4 separate regions of the Zea mays genome follow, and regions 1, 3 and 4 are each linked to region 2. A link is a contact called in public Hi-C data. All regions are on one chromosome and are shown on one strand. The core of a region is the stretch at or near the end of the contact, and the rest is flanking DNA. Distances in the headings are between cores, read along the strand shown. Region 1 holds the start of LOC100383380. Region 2 holds the start of LOC103638321 (65-kDa microtubule-associated protein 1). Region 3 has its middle 17 kb from the start of LOC103638318. Region 4 holds the start of LOC100283980 (lipid binding protein).

Evidence for each region. Hi-C and Micro-C count contacts between places; a contact is called where the count stands out from the background.
Region 1: a Hi-C map of leaf shows a contact between it and region 2, with 6 times the contacts expected there. The contact joins the promoter of LOC100383380 here to the promoter of LOC103638321 in region 2. A contact is called at or near these places in 7 of 25 Hi-C or Micro-C datasets (bundle sheath, ear, endosperm and 3 more).
Region 3: a contact with region 2 is called in a Hi-C map of endosperm, with 2.4 times the contacts expected there. The contact joins the enhancer-like site here to the promoter of LOC103638321 in region 2. A contact is called at or near these places in 3 of 25 Hi-C or Micro-C datasets (ear, endosperm and tassel).
Region 4: a Hi-C map of bundle sheath shows a contact between it and region 2, with 3 times the contacts expected there. The contact joins the promoter of LOC100283980 here to the promoter of LOC103638321 in region 2. A contact is called at or near these places in 2 of 25 Hi-C or Micro-C datasets (bundle sheath and leaf mesophyll).

Annotation. Positions count from the first base shown.
Region 1 is chr9:46,709,195-46,712,162 of Zm-B73-REFERENCE-NAM-5.0, reverse strand. LOC100383380 reads left to right here and starts at 1,696. Exons shown (of 3, transcript NM_001176035.1): 1 at 1,696-2,486; 2 at 2,563-2,625. The coding sequence starts at 2,261. The coding sequence ends at 2,624.
Region 2 is chr9:46,396,179-46,399,181 of Zm-B73-REFERENCE-NAM-5.0, reverse strand. It overlaps LOC103638321 (65-kDa microtubule-associated protein 1), which reads left to right and starts at 1,448. Exons shown (of 10, transcript XM_008661267.4): 1 at 1,448-1,809; 2 at 2,571-2,631; 3 at 2,730-2,933. The coding sequence starts at 2,587.
Region 3 is chr9:46,097,829-46,100,734 of Zm-B73-REFERENCE-NAM-5.0, reverse strand. No RefSeq gene overlaps it. Among protein-coding and RNA genes, the nearest start is that of LOC103638318, 17 kb to the right of the region's middle. Within about 2 kb of position 1,329, at least 1 of the 20 cell types and tissues checked has an H3K27ac peak or open chromatin away from gene starts, as enhancers often do. A contact at or near this core is called in endosperm, where this site is marked.
Region 4 is chr9:46,835,231-46,837,986 of Zm-B73-REFERENCE-NAM-5.0, reverse strand. LOC100283980 (lipid binding protein) reads left to right here and starts at 1,461. Exons shown (of 6, transcript NM_001156878.1): 1 at 1,461-1,883. The coding sequence starts at 1,479.

The DNA of each region.
Region 1 (2,968 bases), core at 447-2,946, 310 kb before region 2:
TCAAAGTTCGTTAGAACCAGTTTATTATATACACTGATACTAATTATACTACACGGTGAAAGATTTATGCACTTCGCTAGATTACGTAAAAATCTGTTTTCTGCTACATGTGCATAATTTTAGGATGACAAGAATGTTAGTTGAAAAGAAAATGGATTGGCATACGCGAGATTTATGGAATCATGGCAAATGACCTCATTTCTAGGGATGTTCCTAAAACATCCGACTTGTATCACAAATCTAATATTTTAGCATAGATATACATAGAATTTAAAGCTGATTTTTGGCACTGTTATTAAGAATATTATGTAGTATTTAAATAAATTTTTATATAATTTTTTATGTACATTATTTTCTCCCTACAATAAAAAAGGTGAAAAAAACATCTGAATTTGTATTTGAATAGACATTCGAATTTTATATCAATTATTTAAAAAGATATATAATGAATTTAATGTTCATTTTTTATGAAGATTAACAGTCTCAATGCTAAAAACAAGAATATAAATTTACATAGCAAATTCTATATGTTATTTGTTCGCAATCGAAGAAACAAGACCAAAAATTTGACATCCGAATAAATATCCGGATCCATCCCTACTCATTTCTTAGAGCAGCTATTTTTTCTAAATTTCTATTTCGTTGCGTAAATGTGTGCATTGTAAATATATCTTATACATATGGCGTAAATACTAGGAACCTAATACACACTGGATTAAGTAAACGAGATAATACATAAAATCAACAAATCATTTGCGTAAAATGTGAATAGAAATATCATAAACAGGCAAATAGACGGAAGCAGAGCTATGAACTGAAATATATATCGTAAAAACCTATTGACGTTGGCATAAATATGTATACAAAATAGCATGAAAACAGGGCCACCGCCTCGCGTCTAGGATGCGTAATCGGTTATATGTTAGTCCCCATGCACATGCAACATCTATATGTCCTATGAGACACTAAGTTTCACGCATAAAATTGTCATTGAACCCTTTTGATATTTCAGCTATCTAGCCTACTAACCCGGTCAATTGCCTTCTCTAAACATCTTGTCGCCGGCAAAAGTAAAATCCTACACAATACCTTTGCATGTATTCGTTCCACAACAAATGTTGAAGTCTCCAATACTTTCAATAAAGCTCATGTTTATGTGGTCCAACCTATATTATTATTTCTCTGAGAATCGTTAGTCCATATATCGTTGTCATTAATTACCAAAACACTACTTAGAGGCCTAGATGCTTCACAACTTGTTGTAAATTAGTACTTTTATCTAATTATTCATTTCATATATTTTAACAAAAGTAACTAATCTATCTATAATTTGGTCTATTCGGTGGACCGGATAGACTGAATTCGAGTCCAATCCCTAAAATTATTTTGAAAATTTTGAGCCTTATTTTTTAGAACCCAAAATTTCAAAAAAAACGAATAGACCGAACAAAATCACCCAAATGGATTGAATGCCCACCCATAATCGACGGAGTTAATGTCGTGGGAGGAGAAGAGGTCGTGGTGCTTGGTGGAGGTAACAACATCGGCGGTCAGGGGCGGAGGGCCCAGTATGGTCCAGTATTGCCTGGGCAATACCTTGGGTCGGCCCACTAAGAGAATAGAGATTAGGGTTCGTCCCGCACAGCCGCACAGGCGCGTCCCGACGTCCCGCACTCCTGCCGGCGCTCATTCCTCCAGGCCTCCAGCCTCCAACCGCTCGCCCGCTCGGCTGCAGACCGCTCCTGGCGGCGCTCCAGCCGCTCGGAGCCTCGGCACGCTCGGCGCTCCAGCTGTCCGCTCCGGCGCTTCGCTGATCTGCTTGTCTGATTGTCTTGTCCCGCCCGGCGGCCGGCTGCAGGCTGCTTGCCGCTTGGTCCCGCCGAGGCGTCGACCCGCACCGCACGGCTGCCGCCTGCCGCTGCTTCCTGCTTGGCCGCACGTCTGCTTGTCTAGTTGTTTGCTTGGCTGCTTGCTTAGTGCTTCTAGTTGTCTGCTTGCTTCGTGCTTCTGTGTTTCTAGTTGTCTGATTGTGACTTGTGAGACTTGTGAGCATAGAAAGGTCAAAGGTAGTGCGTGAGTATTTGATTGTGCGTGTCTAATGTATTAGATTTTTCAAGGTGCAGATTTTCCAATTTCTAAATAGCAGTCTTGGATACAAACAAAAACAAGGCAAAGAATATGGCCCAAAAAGTATCTCTATATTATGTGAACACTCCCTGTTGGCTGTTGTAACATCTTCTAATTCTCTAATACATGTTATATGCTTCGTAAAATGACAGATTTAAAGAGCTATTTTAGTCAAGCTTCTAGTGGAAGTAGACTAAGCACTCGCGCTAGTGGAGTTTGCAATGAACCGGAATACAAGTTGGAATTCAAGAGAATAATAGTGAAGATACCAATGGTGAAAATGTTAATGGTCAAGTCGAAGATAAGAAAACTAGACAAATGCAATTGTCTAGATCTTCTAGAACTAGACACAACTAAACGTATATTCTTATTTCACTTGTTCAACAATTTTTACTTTAATTTGCTATTGCTAACTCATTTTTTTCTTTTTCCCAGATTTTATTCGCTATATGGTATTTGGTTGTAAATGGATTGTAATCAAGATGACTACTAAATAAGGTATTTTTCAACACTTATTACTTATTTTATAGCTACAAGTTATTTTAAACTGTGTCATAAATTTTTAGTTTTCGTTGCGTTAGCAACACCTAAATTTTCTGGCGTCCTCCGCAACTGTCGGCGGTGCTCCACTAAGCCATAACATGTGCGCGAAGGTAGCAGCTAGAGATGGCAATGGGTAAATACCCACCGGGTATTACTACCCCATACCCATACCCACGACACAAAAATACCCCACCGGGTCACCCATATACACTAGCGGGTATGTATTTATCCCCATACCCATACCCATGTGGGTATGGGTCACCCATCGGGTCACCCGTACCCACAAAAATTAAACAAC
Region 2 (3,003 bases), core at 199-2,698:
CAGCCATGGGTTCAGACACTCGGTAAAACAGCTGTTTCCGGTATAATAATACTTCTATTGTTTTGGTAAGTTTTTTACTTGTCCACGGCTGCTGCCTCCGCTAGATGCGGGGCAACCGAACGGCTTATGAGATTATCCTATGTCTCGTCTCATGTCTTATTTTAAATTTTACTTAACGATAGTATGATCTACACTATGTTTTGGTAACCTGGGCACCTTGCTGAGACGGTCGGTACTCTACGAGAGGCACATCCAAAGCCGAACCGCGGGACCCAGCGGGCGGCTTTGTCCTGCAAAAAATCCTCGTGGCAGTACTGCCGTGTCGCTGCGGGCACCATCAGCGACGGGCTGGCCGCACGAGCGGACGCGGCGCGCTAGTACGCTACGCATAATTGGGCTCGGGCGGTCGGGCCTCGCGACGCCCCCGCGCGGAGCCGAGGGGTGTGGTGGTGGTGGACTGGTGGTAGATCTCTGCAGCAGCACGTGGACGGCCATGTGCTCTGCGCCCCTCCCCCGGGCTCCCGCGGGCCCCGCCACGAGGACCTCGGTGTCCACCCGTTCCTCGCGCGATAGAGGACAAGCGGGGTTCTCTTGCTCACGCCAGCCTCACACATCACCACATCCTTCCGTTTCGTCTTTCGCATCTTCCCGCTTGCTTCAGGACCGCAGCTTGGCAGGCCATCCGGCGAATCGAACGGTGAAAAAAAAACGGCTTTGGGACTGGGAGCAGCGGTTTTGGGAGTGGCAGGCCTGCGGTAATCGCTTTACGAGGCACTGGCTGTGATTAAAGAAGCAAAGGTGGGCGGCCGCGCACTGGTCTCGTGCTCAACGGGAAAGCTTACCGATCTGATCGGCTGGCCCGGATTCCTGCCGTTCAAGAGAAAATGCGTGGCTTGTCCTCTTTTCGCACCAAGGATGTCTGCAGGACACTTGTATTTTTAGTTTCAGACCCTGGGACAGCGTTTTTGTGTTCTCCTCGTCAACCGACCACCGACTTCCTCACCATGTCCCTGCATCATTTCAGGCTCCGAGGAGAACTGCAAATCGGAGTATTTCCCAGAGCTAACCTTTGTTTGTTAGTATTATCAAAAGAAAAAGGCACTACTTTTGCTAGGATATGTATTTTGGAACGCATAAGAATAAAATACTTCACCATATAACGGTGGTAATGGATCGATCCAAATTCCCATTGTTATCTTAATCAATATAGATTGAGTGAGATTGAGTGTGTTTAAATTCTAAACAAATTAAGAGCTAGTTTGGAACCATATTTTTCGAAAAGAATTCTATTTTCTAAAAAAATTAGTTTATTTTTCTTTGAAAAAATAAAAATCTTATAGAAAAATAAAGTTGCCAAATTAATAATAAACATTTTCTTAATTTTTCTAATTCTATCTAATCCATAGATAACACCGAACCAGTCCTCACACTGCGTACACTACGGTGGTCGGTCCCGCGTGCGCATATATTTTATATATAATCACCGTAGTACCTTTTTTCACCGACACCCGTGGTAAATCCTTGGGCCGACCTAGGCCGTCCGATCACCCGCTCGTCGCATCCACCGGCCCCGCCGCCGCGCGCACCAGCCTCTCGATGCCCCCAATTAATTCGGGTCCCGTGGTGTGGCGGCAGCGGCAGCGGCAGCAGTACTGCCTCCACTGCAGTCCCAGGTTAGCGCTCTCAGCGGTGGCGGCCGGCGACCGGCGACATCCTCCGGTATCGACTCCCGTAGAGTGGAGCGTTGAACCACGCTGCGGACCTGCATTCACCAGTCCGCCGTTTCCTTCGCCTTCTCCGCGTGGTCCGGTAAGAGTGTCCGGCTGCTTCCTCTCTCTGGTTTCCGTGGCAGAATTCGTGGTGGTGGCAGAGGTGGGGGTTGGGGTGGGGCATCGCTGGAGGATGGGATCTAGCTAGCTGGGCACTAATGCGTTGGTACGCCTCCGGATAGTGTGGGTTTTAGGCGGTTTTGTTGGGGGCATTAGGAGGTGGGTTTGATACCTGCCTGGGGGATCTGTTTCTGATTCGGTTCTGGAGTAAGGATTTGATCCAGTGAAGGAAAGGTGATAGCAACATGTTCAGATCCCATTCTTTTGGGCGCCCTCTTGCTTGGTCAAATGTGGTCAAACACTTCGGTTTTGCGAGTTCACATGGGTTTTGGTGTTTTATATTTTTTTGGGGTTTTACCAGAGTTGTTTGCTCGGGTTTAGCCGAAATCCTAGATGCGTAACCCCCCTAAACTTTTAGGTCTCTGTAATTGCTTAAAACTGCCAATGATTGGGGATTTTAGTGTTACTAGGATCATTATCCGTGTGTTTAGTGTCAGTACGGTCATTATCCGTGTTTGGTTGTACTTGTGCCGCTAATTTGGGGACCAGCTTGTTAGGCATAGGGAGCATGAATACCAGTCTCACTGTCTAATATGTGGCGAACTTGATGTCTACTTTAGACCAACATGATTACTGGTTTGAATAAAGCTTGGAATCATCAAGTTTGGAAATGTATTTTTTTGTTCTAGTGGTACTAAGTGATAAGCTATAATTTTCAGAAGTAATGTTTTTTCCTTACAGGTTGCTCTGGCCACTGATGGCCGGTGACATTACTTGCGGATCCTTGCTGCAAAAATTGCAGGTATGTTTGCATTTTGTTGTCCACAAATAGCAGCAATTCTATGCTTTCTTGCTTGATACAGTGTGGCTGATGATGGCTTGCTTTTACTTCTACTGTAGTTGATATGGGATGAAGTTGGCGAGAGTGATGAGGATCGTGACAAGGTCCTTTATCAGCTGGATCAGGAATGCCTTGATGTTTACAAGAGGAAAGTTGACCAAGCAACTAACTCTAGGGATCTCCTGATCCAGGCTCTGGATGACTCAAAGATAGAACTTGCTAGGCTTCTTTCTGGTCTTGGAGAAAAAGCTATTGCAAGAACCGTAAGTGATTATATGCCCATGCTAGAAAAATTCATAGCTTGGTTTATGGCTTTGGTAACCCTGAGCCCAA
Region 3 (2,906 bases), core at 80-2,579, 300 kb after region 2:
CTTGTACAAACCTTCCCACTGTGGTTCGAATCCTTCCTTCCATCCTTCCTTAGACGAGATCCCTCGTACACGGCAAGGATGCTTAGGGTTACCGAGACCAGCCGTTAAGATGTCTCTCTCCCGTTGTTGCTTAAATGATCGTTGGGTCTGCTTAGCTGCCATTGCATATATGTTTTTCGTAGATTCTTCGACATTTGGATCATCAAAAGATACACCCGCCTCAGTTTCCCTAGGTTTTCTAGCACGGATCCAATTAGCACAGACATGGGAAGATTGGAGATTGAAATTTGAAATAGAAAACAAAGTAAATAAAAGAAAAAGGGCAAACACACCTGCTAATGCGCCTCACCCTGGCGCCGACAAGTGGGGTCATCGGCTCAGCCCCATGTTGTCTGCGCGCTGGGGGACACTTTGGTGCTGGTTTCGATTACTCCCTGCTGGGTGGTCCTGTTTGCCAGACCGACTCACATACACCACGCGCGCTCACCTAGTGGGCGCCGACATGTGGACCCAGCTTTCCTGCACTTCCCGCCCATGACTGCATTGATACCCGTTTCTCTGTCAAGTGGGCCCAGATCCTCAGCTCGTTCATCCTCGTGCCAACAACACCGCGGCAGCGGAAAACAGAACCTGGATCTCCTGTGCTTCTGTTCGAATCTCCTAGCAATCTTGGAGTATAAATGTGTGCCATTGGCACCGTTCCTTTACCATAACCGGAGCGGTATCACACACAAAGAGAGGGAGCATCTTCACCTCGCACGGTGATTGGGGGGTTCGGCGCATCGCTGCTGGTCCTTGCCTGTGCGGGCAATATGGGTGCAGGTGATGGCTAGGAAGGGTTGTCGGAGTGCATCGGACGCGGGCATATCGGTTGCGGGCAGGAAGAGTCTTCGGGGTGCATGCAATTTCTCATCGGAGGCTGGTGTCCCGCCACCGTGCCGCTGCATCATGGCCGACATTAATCGTAGCATTGCTTCAAGTAAGATCCTTCTCGATCGATTCATCGCCCTCTACAGACCATGTAGGATCGATCGAATTTTGGAGCAAGGCTCTGGTGTGTCGGCTTGGCCGACTCCGGCGGGCCCGCCGCCGTGGGGGCATGCTTTGCGACGCCACCCGGCTTGTGTGGGGTAGGAGATGGGTCCATGGCCGTGGATCGCTCAGGCAACGGCTGTGATAAGAATCCACGTATCGCTTCATTGAAAACGTTGTGGGTCATCCGATTCAGGTCGAGGACAAGAGAATCAATTGCGCTGTTTTAAATCGTATCCGTTCATCGTAGATCCAGTGGCTCGCGTTGTGTACCAGTTCGGTTTAAGTCGGATCTAATCCCGGCCGTCGTAATAGATCTAACGGCCTAGAGGTTAGGTTACCCCTTCGCCGAGCCAGACTTACAAAAAAGACCTCGGATTTCATAGTAACTAACCCGTCGTCCCTCTCTTATTAAAACTAATCACGGTTAGATCCCTAGGTTTTACAAAACCGCCCCTGAAGTTTATTTTAAGCATAAAAGGGTATAGAAAAGTGGATGAAAACTTAGATAATTCATATTTTGATTATTTTAACTCCGATTTGAACCATTCGAGTTGTGTTAGCTTCATAATAAATTTTCCTACCGTTTAGTGACTCTGGTCTATCATGAAACATATTCTCAAAAATAAATAACTAAATTGTTTAACCCCTAGTTATCAAATTAACTTTTCTAATACAAGTTAAAGGTGATATTATAATTGATTCCTCCATAATTGATGAAAATATGATATAACTTAAAAATAAAGTTTAATTAGCTATTTCTTTAATGCCTTTTCTCACATGATTTTTATAAATATAGAATATACACTAGTAGATATCTTATCATCGATGACGTTCGTATTGCGTCACGGAATATGTAGGTATCGTCACAGATAAAGATTTGTGACGAATTTGTGACGAGTTCGATTTGGTCAATAGGGGTCGCGTCACATTTGTTGTGTTGTGACGGACTGCCCATTTTCGTCATCGATGTGTATACATTATGTGACGAAATAGCGTTGTCATGGAAGTAAATTCATTCTATGACGATCAGGTTTGGTCATAGAGGAAGGCACTTTTCCGTCATAATCTGTCGTCTGCCCGGGCAACCTGACGACGTCGTTAACGTCGTTTGCTTTCTATGATGGTACGGTATCGTCATAGATAGAGCCGTGTTTTGGTCATTAACAACCATTTGGAAGGGTCTCGATGGCGTATGACGTTAGCGCTGACGTGGCTAGTGACGTGGCAGCTGACGTCAGCGCTGACGTGGCTTATGTTTTATTATATGCCACCAGTTTGGTCACAGATGTGCAGAGAATAATTTTATTGGAAATTGCAAAAGATACTAGAACAGAGGAATGAGTACACAATTCCATATTCCATAGATGAATACAACTAGTATTCCAGTGAGCATACAAACTAAGTGGACAACACTAAACTCAGTTCATAGCATCACCACTTGACTTCACATTTCAGTTGAGTTTGCACAAACATAACAACATATAATAAAAAGTTGACACCCACGAGCAACTATAGTTTTTGGGTACCCTCATGTCAAAGAACAGGCCAAACACAGCAGCTCTGACCAACGACCCTCATGTCGAAGAAGAAGAGTTACCATGCAAGGACAAGAGCTTCTTGATGAGCACATTGGTCTCATCCATCTCCTTGCTGTTCTTCTCTATTATCTTCTTGTACTCCTCCAACTCCCTTTGTGTCCTCGCCTGCTGTTCCTCAGCTTCTTCACATTTCTTCCTGAGCTGGTCGAGTTCACCTTGAGCAGCAGTCGTCGCTTCAGCTGCAAGTTGTTCCCAAAGCTCACTTTGATTTGATGATGATGCCTTGGAGGATGCCAATGTTTTGATGCCAACGCTCTTCAGGAATTGGTGTGA
Region 4 (2,756 bases), core at 212-2,711, 440 kb before region 2:
CTTTAAAAAATAAGTTGATTAACTCTCAAAATGATTATAAATGTTTGATAGAAAATTTAAAACATTTGCAAATTTGAATTGCGAGCTAACAACTAAAATTGAGCAATTAGGGTCTAAAGCTCCATCCTCAACTATCGATGATAGTCTTGTTAAAAAGAATGAAAAACTTAAAGCTAAATTAGCTAGCTCTCAGGATACAATTGAAAACTTGATAGAGAAAATGAAAATTCTTAGCATTCACAATAATGAGCTAATTAATAAGCTAGAAAACATCGGTAGCACCCAAGGGCATGTTTAGTTGAAATTAGTAAAATTATTAAAAAAAGATGCTTCTACTTCTTGCCTTAACTTAATTGATGATTCTAATCCCTACAATCAAGTTCTTGTTAAGAATGTTATTATAGAAATATATTCGGATGAGATTGCGATGTTGAATGAGCAACTAAGATAAGAGGTGACTCGTCTAGGAAAGACTTTGTATGATAAGAAAAACAAAGCCAACTATATTAAAGTTTGAAATAAGAGATGAATAAAAGATGAAATAAGAGAGCTGCTGGAAATAGCACTAAAAATACACTTCTTTGATAATTTTATTAAATTTATTATGAAATATATTTAAGTAGTGTATAATTATCGGATATAGATAGCCTTAAAAAGCACTTCTTTGATAATTTTATTAAATTTATTATGAAATATATTTGAGGAGTGTATAATTACATGATATCTAGTAGATCGTAGATGCTAGTATATTTTTATGTGTTTCGTCGTGCGTCGTCTGCTCTAGTGAGCATAGCGAGTGGATAAACTTTCTCTCTTCCGCGAGGATTCGAACCCTACTTCCTTGGTATAAAGTGTTTGACTTCTACCACTGTAACTTATGTCTATTTGTGCTATATAAAAATCTACCTATATGATATATAGAAACATAGAAATGTCTGGACAACTAGTTCAACTAACTAGTTAGAACTATAATAAAGAAGTTCAAATAAATTAGGAGAAAAAACGACCTACATCCACAAGTTTAATACACAACGAAAAAGGAGCTAAAACCTGCTACCCATTACCTAAAATCGATTTTGCCTGAACTCAGATCCGATTTATCCGACCTGATTTACCGGATCACTAATTTAGATAGCATGTCTAAAAATCAGATTGGGTAATTCGAAATACTTGTATTGTTGTAATGTAATTGTAAATTTATGATGTATCAATATATAAAAAATGAACTTTAGTTAATAGGTATGAGACTTGCACGTAGTGTGGTGTGTTTGTGCGGAACTAAATGAGTTCGATTTTTCGGGTATCCAAATTTTAAGTAAAAATTATAAACAAGTATATTTCAGATCTTAATTCTCATTAGGTAAATTTCAATTATGTAAAAGAAAATATCGGGTAAACCTACCGCGCAGCGTCTACTCAATCACTACTTCACCTTCCTTCTACGCTCCCACAGTCCAGGCGTCCACCCCAAAACAATCATGACTCGTCTCTGTCCCCTTCACCTCCTCCTCATCGCTGCCGCGGCGGCGTCTGCCAGCGGTGCCGACGAGGCGCACGTCTCCATCGCGGTCGCGGAGAAGGGCCTGGCCTTCGCCAAGGACGTGCTTATCAGCGAGGCCGTGCGGTCGCTGACCCCTCTTCGCCTCCCCGGGGTGGAGAAGGCCGTCCGCGTGCCCTTCCTTGGCGGCATCCGCGTTGCCGCCTCCAACATCACGCTATTCCACCTAGACGTCGGGGACAACTCCACTATCTTCCCCGGAGACTCGGGCCTTCTCGTCGTCGCCTCCGGCATCACCGCCAACATCAGTATGCATTGGAGCTACTGCTACGATTCGTGGTTGTTTCCCATAGAGATCACCGACAGCGGAACGGCCTCAATCCTGGTAATTGGGAGGGGGAGGGGTGTCCATAGCTGTTGCTGATTGTGCTTAGATTTTTATGTGAATTGTACAAACGTTGTATTGTATAGTTGGCTGTGATGGTATGCATGCCTACTATCACCACCGCTCTACCCCATATGTCTCATTAATTACCTAAACTGCCACCGAATACTAATCAGTTTCACACCTGTCCTATTCTTCGCTTGGAATTGAGGTTACCTTATATAGTTATATTTATATATATTTAAATGTTTGACTTGTTATGCTGTTGCAAGCGAAGGGACAATTTTGCTTCTTGTAGAAAACTGAGCATATAGAGTTAACAAGGACGGATATACTCTCTTGATGAAGTTTCTTCATATCAAATTCTAACGATGGTCTTGTGAACCTCTCTTAATAACATCTTGACTAAATTTTGGGCTTTAGTAGGACAGTTATCTCCTTAGATCCTTTATTAGTTCAATCACAACTAATGGTGGCACAGAACGTTTCGTCAGTTGATATTGGTTTACGTTGGATAGGAATGACATCATGAGTTTACATGCTTCTATCAAATTAGCGTGGCTGCCTTTCTTCCAGGGATCTTCATTAGTTTTCATATTTAGTTAAGTTGTAGTTCCCCTTATTTCTATCAAGAATAGTCTTCCGATAAGGCAGTAACACAAATGCTACATGGCATCTCCTGTTTGAAGTCAGAATGGTGCATCATGCTGCAAATCTTCTGGTATCAGATTTTTTTTTCAAGATACCAATCATCAATCAGTTCTAGATAGGCTTGTATGTTTCAACTTTAACAAAAAAAATGATGGACTATGTAAATAAATATTTGAATGATCATGAACTCACGGTATAAAACAATTGTGGGTATCATTGTTT